Regions from separate parts of the Sus scrofa genome. Here region 2 is linked to region 1. A link is a contact called in public promoter capture Hi-C data. All regions are on one chromosome and are shown on one strand. The core of a region is the stretch at or near the end of the contact, and the rest is flanking DNA. Distances in the headings are between cores, read along the strand shown. Region 1 holds the start of ADCK2. Region 2 holds the start of KDM7A (lysine-specific demethylase 7A).

What was found. Promoter capture Hi-C pulls out the DNA fragments that hold promoters and counts their contacts.
Region 2: a contact with region 1 is called in a promoter capture Hi-C map of fetal liver, with 2.6 times the contacts expected there. The contact joins the promoter of KDM7A here to the promoter of ADCK2 in region 1. A contact is called at or near these places in 2 of 5 promoter capture datasets (fetal liver and liver), 4 of 47 Hi-C or Micro-C datasets (embryonic fibroblasts, heart right ventricle, mesenteric adipose tissue and 1 more) and 1 of 2 datasets of contacts at active chromatin or transcription factors (alveolar macrophages).

The regions. Positions count from the first base shown.
Region 1 is chr18:9,171,555-9,175,299 of Sscrofa11.1, forward strand. ADCK2 reads right to left here and starts at 1,455. Exons shown (of 8, transcript XM_003134607.4): 1 at 1-1,455. The coding sequence starts at 597. LOC100514807 (a long non-coding RNA gene) reads right to left here. Exons shown (of 3, transcript XR_297874.3): 3 at 3,720-3,745.
Region 2 is chr18:9,579,430-9,583,511 of Sscrofa11.1, forward strand. KDM7A (lysine-specific demethylase 7A) reads left to right here and starts at 2,039. Exons shown (of 20, transcript XM_003134614.4): 1 at 2,039-2,364. The coding sequence starts at 2,171.

The sequences.
Region 1 (3,745 bases), core at 205-2,704:
CAGGACCCTCCCCCAGTCCTCTCCAAAGGCCTGCCGTAGGAAGTGTTCAGTGTGAGTCCAAGGATGAGGAGGCACCCGGACATGCAGCTTGGAGAACTGGGCGCAGAAAGCCTCTGAGAAGAGATCCCGCCGGGTGCTGGCCCACTGGCCCAGTTTGATGTACGTTGGGCCAGAGGTCTCGGTGGCTTTCAGAAGCAGGTAGAGCCAGAGACTGGAGACACTGGGAGCCAGGTAGGTGAAGGGGTAGAGTAGAAGGAGGGGGAAGAATTTCACCAGGAGGGCCCCCGCCCTGAGCCAGATCCGCAGGTGCAGAAGGAGACCGTCCAGCCGTCCCTCTGGGGGGACTGTCCCCAGGGGCCCATGTGCAGCCAGGACACTCCGGCGGGCCCTCTGCCGACACAAGCTCTCAGGGGCCCCCTCCCCACCAGTGTCTTCAGAGACAGAGACGAGTTTGGGCAAAGTGCCAAGCAGAAGCCAACAGAGTCTAGCCCTGCAAGAGTACCCAGCGGGTCTCAGAAGGCCGAGTTCCCTTCTGAGCTCAAAACCCCTTAGGTGCGACAAGCAGACCCTGACAGAGAAGCGCCAGGGCGTCACCATCCTCTTCCAGAAGTCCGCAGCCTAGGCTGCCTACCCTCCGCTTTAAGAAGCAGCCATCGCAAGGCTGACTGAGTCCAGGGCGCCGGCTGAGTATTCCACTGAAAAGTGGGGCAGCTGTGAGATGGGCGACGCTCAGACCTCAGCTTCGTCGTGCAGCCTAAGGCCGGTCCTGATCCCGGTCGTGCCCTGCAGGGCCACACCGCCCCCAGGGCCCGCAGCCCTGCCCCGCCTCCGCCTCAGGAGGGGCCCGCCCATCCGTCCCGGCTCCTCCCGGGTACCTCGCCTGGGCCGGAGGCCTGAAGGCTTGAGCCCCGGAGGGGGCCAGCCAGGCCCAGGCCGGGGACGTGACCTGCGCGAGGCGGCCGCGCGGGCGGAGACAGAGCCGGGCGGCCGCAGGGTCACCGCGCACGCGGGCGGGCGAGAGGTCGCGGGGGTGCCCGGGCACCCGCTTGGGGGCCAGAGCGCAGAGTAGAGATGGGGGGAGGCGGCGGTGCCGAGAGCCTGGGCTCCGGGCGAGGACGGGCGGGAAAGAGCGAGGCGTTGAGAGCTGGGGCGGCAGTGGGGGACAGTGCGGCTGGCCGAGGACCCGGGCACCGAGGACGGCGTTGGGAGGAGCTGGAGTTGAGGCTGGGGCTGCAGGGAGCCGAGGACCGGTGGGCAGTGGGGGGGTCTGGACGCCAAGGGCGTGGAAGGAGAACGGAGGGTCAGGGCGCGGCGGGCGAGGGATCGGGTCTCGGAGGGCCGGGGACCCCGACGCCGTGGGCGGGGGATCCGGGCGGCTAAGGCGAGGGATCCGGGCGCCGAGGGCGAGGGAACCCGACGGCGAGGCGGGGGTCGGGCGCGCGGGGCCGGGAATCCCGGCTCAGAGGCCGCGCGGCCTGCGTCTTCCGGGACCGCCCCTTAAAGGGGACGCGGCGCAGACTCCGGCGGAGGCTCCCCAAGCTAAAATTCACTTCCAACGCCAATGCGCCCCCGACACCCCCTCTTTGTCCCCTGTGCGCCGGGCTCTCCAGCTATCTTAGGCTTTCCCTACAAAGAGCGCGGAAACGGTGGAGGAGTTGAAAGCCCTTTCCCGAACAATGGTCCCACAGACCACGGTGGGAGGGGTGGGGGTGTTGTCCTTGAAAGGCCCGGAGTCCCAGGCTGCACCTATTTGGGGAATGTGTTTGCACCTTGGGGAGTGGCTCCGTAAAGAATGTTCGCTCATTCAACCAATACTAATTAAGCCCAGTAAGTATTTCTTTCTTTCTTTTTTGAGGGGGGCGGAGGGAGGCGCACCTGCAGCTTCTGGCAGATCCCAGACTAGAGATCCAATTGGAGCTAACAGCCGCCGGCCTACACCACAGCCACAGCAACTTGGGATCAGAGCCCATCTGCGACCTACACCACAGCTCACAGCAATACCAGACCCTTAACCCACTGAGTAAAGCCAGGGATCGAACCCGCATCGTTATGGATCCTAGTCGGGTTCATTTCTGCTGAGCCACAACAGGAACTCCAAGGCCAGTAAGTAGTTCTTAAACTCAGCCTAGTATTTATGGAGGCTCAATAATATGTACACTGTAGGGACCTGGGGACACACATCCTGACTTAACAGATTCTTCACTGATAAAAGAAATGAAGAACGGGGAGAACCCATAGGACGGAGGCTGCTTGGGAGAGGAAGGGAGGGCCATGGGGGTGGGAGGGTGTCCAGCCCCAGAAAGAATTACGACCCCAAATGGGAATGAGTTTGGTGTGAGGTTTTTAGGGAGTTTATTTAACCTTGGATTACCAAAGGAAGGTCAGATAACTCCAAAGAGCCAGGAGGAGCAGAACAGAGCTGGGAAATCAGCCAACACTGTCAGGGATGGCCCAGTGTTCTGTTCTGCTCTTGGGGGTTTATGAGGCTGCCTGCAATGGGGTACCACAGTCACTTCTACCTATACAACCCTTTATCTCCACATGGGTGCCAAGCTTCCATAAAAATCTGCCAGGGGGTGGGGGGGTCTGTGGGCCTCACAAATGGAAGGGCCCAAGGGACAGAAATAAGGACACTGCCCGCATGTGCTGCTTGAAGTCTATCTGCCACTCACAGCCCAAGGAATGCTAGAACATGCAGGGACCTGGGCTGCCCATACAGCTAGGAATGGCTACTCCTGCACTGTTAACTAATAATCCATTCCCAGGAGTTCCCACTGTGGCACAGTGGGATTGACCATTGTCTTGGGAGCACTGTGATGCAGGTTCGATCCCTGGTGAGGCACAGTGGGTTAAGGATGGGGCGTTGCCACACCTGCGGCTTACGTGGAAACTGTGCCTTGGATCTGATCCCTGGCCTGGGAACTCCATATGCCACAGGACAGCCAAAATAATAATCCATTCCCATTTCCGTAAGATGCTGCAGACGCCTTCGAAGTTCCCAAGGTCATACCTACCACCACCAGTTTCAAATAGGGCAGGCCATTCATTAAGCCTTGGCACCTTTCTCTCATTTATTTACTTACTCTGTCCCAAAGGTGTAGAATATTCTTGTGTGCCTCTGAGTCACCAAGGGCCTTATTGAGGACCTAATTTGAAACCAGAAGCCCTGAGTTCTAGCCCCCTCGTTAAGAGGTAACCACCTGACCTCAGGCGAGTCTCTCTGGGCCTCTGTTTCTCCTTAAGCAACTTGGGGTGAGGAGTCTAACTACAGCTACATGCATTCTCTAGACTTACATTTATGATTCTGGCAATTAGTATCTTTAACAGTAATTAAGAACAAAATGCTGGGGAGTTCCCATTGTGGCACAGCAGAAATGAATGAACCATGAGGTTGAGGGTTCAATCCCTGGCCTCAATCAGTGAGTAAAGGATCCAGCGGTGCCATGAGCTGTGGTATAGGTCACAGACGCAGTTCAGATCTGATGTGGCTGTGGTGTAGGCCGGCAGCTATAGCTCTAATTTGACCCCTAGCCTGGGAACCTCCATATGCTGCAGGTATGGCCCTAAAAAGACAAAAAAAAAAATAAAATTCTGAGAGAATGGGAGTTCCTGTTGTGGCTCAGTGGTAATGAACACAACTAGTATCCATGAGGACACAGGCTAGATTCCTGGCCTTGCTCAGTGGGCATTGCCATGAGCTGTAGTATAGGTCATAGATTTCGCTCAGAGCTGGTGTGGCTGGGGC
Region 2 (4,082 bases), core at 789-3,288, 410 kb after region 1:
CACCTCCTCTACAGTGTACTTAATTTTTTTTTAAATTCATCTTATTGAGGTATAGTTGATTTCCAATGTTAATTTCTGCAGTGATTCATATATGCATGTATATATATATATATAGTCTTTTCATTACAGTCTATTATAAGATATTGAATATAATTTCCTGTGCTATACAGGACCTTGTTTATCCATCTCTACAGTGTACTTTTAAAGGTACACGATCCTGGAGTTCCCGTGGTGGTGTAGTGGAAATAAATCCGACTGGGAATCATGACGTTGCGGGTTCGATCCCTGGCCTCCATCAGTGGGTTAAGGATGTAGCGTTGCCATGAGCTGTGGTGCAGTTCACATAAGCATCTTGCATCTGGTGTTGCCTTGGCTGCTGTGTAGGCTGGCGGCTACAGCTCCAGTTGGACCCCTAGCCTGGGAACCTCCATATGCCACAGCTACGGCCCTAAAAAAAAAAGACACACACAAAAAGATACATGATCCCCTTGCTTGTTAATAAGCCTCTGTGAAGTAGTTAAGGAAGATATTATCCACAATTTTTCTTTGAACAGATGTTCAAGGATTTAATTCAAGAGAAATGGAGTGACTTGCCCAAGGTCACTCAGCTTCCATAATACAGGGTCTGAATGTAAGCCTTTTTTTTCACTCCACCAATCCAGGATGCCTCTAAACATATGCCAAAATCACAGTAACTATTCTCTTTTCACTAGTAGAAGTGTTTCAAACTCATTCATTCTGGGATTAACTCTGATTTCCAGGTTTTTCTTTTCCCAAAACATATGTGACAAGCAATAGAGCGGTAGAGAGAGGACTGGATACAGAATCGAACTTAAAAACTTTAGCTTAAGCTCATATCTGACACTTGAGGCAACTTAATTGCTTTCCTCAATTATAAAAAGATTAGAATAAATCAGTGATTTTCTGCCTGGGGCTGAGTGAGACCTGGAGCTATTGGGATTTTACCATTGATAGAAACGCCTGCGAAATTCAGCTACAAATATCTGATTCCATAATTCTTAACATCCCTTCCAATTTGCGTGGTTATGATTCCAAGGCAATTTTTCTCTATTCGGTATGTGCTAGCTGTTTTTATCCTTATCAATCACATCCTTCATTCAAAAACATTTATTAGTGGCCTATTATGTGCCAAGTACCGTATTATCTGGTTTTCGTGGCAGCCCCTTCCCGAGGCGTCATCACATTTAGAATTTTATCCCAACCTTCCAAACTTGGAACTCAGCGTTCGCGTCTCACGTTATTTATAAACACGCCGAGTTCCTCTCCGGTCCTTTCTCCACCCACTACATTTGAAGCCTGGCCCCTCTCGGCGCACAGACTGAATTAACTGAATTCCTCTTGGGAACAACCTCCTTCACCTACTAGTGGCTCCATCAACACTAATCTCCTGGCTAGTCGGTGGGAAATCGGCTGGGACGTTTTGGAAGTTTGAATGACTCCCCAGCACACTCCTGCCCATCTGCCGGGCATAACCCGCTCTCCGTGGTGTTAACCCTCGACTCGGACCCCGGAGGTCTCGGGGAGGCTGCTAGGTGACTTCGGGAGGTGGCTCCGGCAGCGTTCTCCTTTCCTCGGTTCTGCGGCTCTGAGCATAAACGCAGCGTGCGCCGCTTTCCACTGCGCAGGAACTTCCCCGGCCTCGGCGTTCACTCAGAAACCGAGAAGCCGGCTCTTCGCGCGCTCCCGCAGTTCTCCTCCTGCGGCCGCGCTCCCAGCGCCACAGCGCGTGTCCTCAGGGAGCCTCTGGCTCCCTCCGCCTCCCTCCGCCTCTCTCTCCGCCTCCCCCGCCCCGCGTGCCCTTCAGCCTGTCCCTCCGCCCGGCCGACGCGAGGGGAGCGCGGTGCGCGCGTCGGCGGCAGGAGGACGTGCGCGAGACGCACGGCCCCGCGCGGAGCGCCGGAAGGAGCCGGGCCGGGACCTCGCGCGTCGTGCGCGCGCCGCCGCCCGCCGCTGACCCGCCCCCCTTCGCCGGGCCGCGGCCTCGCGCGCGCGCGCACTGGGGCGCAGCCGCCGCCGCCGCCGCCGCCGCCGCCGCCGCCGGCGCCGCGGCTGCTGCTCCGGCTGCTGCAGGAGGCGGCGCTGGCTGGCGGCTGCGCTCGCTCCAGTCGGCGAGCGGAGCAGCGAGCGAGCGTGTGTGTGTTTTTTAAAGATGGCCGGAGCGGCGGCGGCGGTGGCCGCGGGAGCAGCAGCTGGAGCCGCCGCGGCAGCCGTGTCGGTGGCGGCTCCCGGCCGGGCCTCGGCTCCCCCGCCGCCCCCGCCGGTGTACTGTGTGTGCCGGCAGCCGTACGACGTGAACCGTTTCATGATCGAGTGCGATATCTGCAAGGACTGGTTCCACGGCAGGTAAATAAACCCCCTCTAGCCCCGCCGCCGCTGCCGCCGGCCACCGGCTAACCGCCGCCGTCGCCGCGCCGGCCGCCCGAGCCGCTCTCCGCTCGGCCGCCGCGCCGCGTCGAGCGCTCAGGGGCTCCGGCTCCTAGCCCTCGGCCCGGGCAGCGCGGCGCGCGGGGTCCCGGGCTCGCCGGGCGCCGGGCGGGCTGAGGGGGGCTGGTGGGATCGCCTGGCTGGGCGAAGAGTCGCCACAACAAACGGGAACAAAGGGGGCCGGCCGAGAAGTTGGCAGGGGGAGACCCGGGCGAGGGGACGCGGCCGGGGCAGGCGCCGGCGGAGGCGGCGGGCGGAGCGCCGGCCCGGCCCGCCGCCCCTCGCCGCGCCCGCAGCCCGGCCGCCGCCCCGCCCGGCCGCCCGCCCGCCCGGGACTCCCAGCCCGAAGTCGCCGCCCGGCCGGCCGCCCTCCCCGCCTTCCTTCCGGGCGGCGACCGGCTGGCCCCGGCCCGGGGTCTCCAGAAATTGCCCTCTTTCTGCGGGTCCCGGTCGCGCCCCCTTCCCCTGTCTTTATCAAACTTCCTCGGCCCCCGGGCTCTGGGACGGGGGCGTCGGCAGCGCCCGCCCGGTGGGGTTCCGCGGAGTAAACAGAGCAACAGATGAGGCACTTTCGGGGACTTGAAAGATGCCAGTCGGAAGTTTGGGCCGGGGGTCCCGAGCGGGGCGTCAGGTCGGCTGCGGTCGTGCCAACCACCCGTCACCCCGGCGCAGCCCGTCCCGGCGGGGGTGGAGCGGATGGAGTGGGCAGCGGGGCCCGGAGGCACAGCCTCTCGTCCCCGCCGCCCCCGGGCCGCCCCCGCGCCGCCGCTCAAACTTTACAGAGAGTGAAATTTCCCGTCGCCCGAAGGGCCGGCGACCCCCGGGCAGCCCGGGGCCAGCGCCCGGGGGCCTGGTGCAGGCGAACTTGCGCCGTTCGGTGGGGACTTGGGGTCGGGTGGCGGGGGCGGCGAGCGTCGCCTTGTGCCTCAGCCGCTGCCTGCGTTTGGGTTTGACGTTTGTGAGAGCTCGGGCCGCCTCCGCCGCCGAGCCGCCGACTCGTGTGTTTTGTAATCAAAGTGTGAGGCTAATAAAGGGCGGCGCCACAGCCTCTTGACTCCGGCGTGGGAGGGATTCGCAGGCATTTAAACAAAGAAACTAGTTGAGGTCGGGCTCCCAAAGTCCTTATTTGGGTGTTGTGGCAAAGCCTGCGGTCACCTTTAGGTGAAGCAGGTTTCCCCAGCACCGTTTGGCGGTGTATCTTGGCGAGAGTACGCTCCCGGGTAATAGCAGATATGGTGACTGTGATTGTAGGAAGTGTCCTTTGATTGACAGCAGGACATTTAAATACAGCCTCCGCTCCCCCCCTCCCCAATTTCGCAGAAACACCACACGACCAGGCCAGATGTCTTAGTCTCCCTCTGCTGGCCCTGGGAGAGAAAACCGGTTCAGCACAGCGTTCATGTCAGTGTTCAGTGCTAGATACAGTTAGTTTTGCTGAATTTTCAAGTACAGTTAGTTTTACTAATCAGTTTTCAGGTGGCACAATTCTGACAGCTGCAGAGGGGGAAACACTCAACAGATTGTCACTGCGAAAGAAGGACAGCGTCCTTATTTTGTATATCAGGTAATCTTTTAACAGTCTGGTGGATGCTGGGAATGCTGTTACCACCATGCCACTTGTCATTAAGAATAAATTA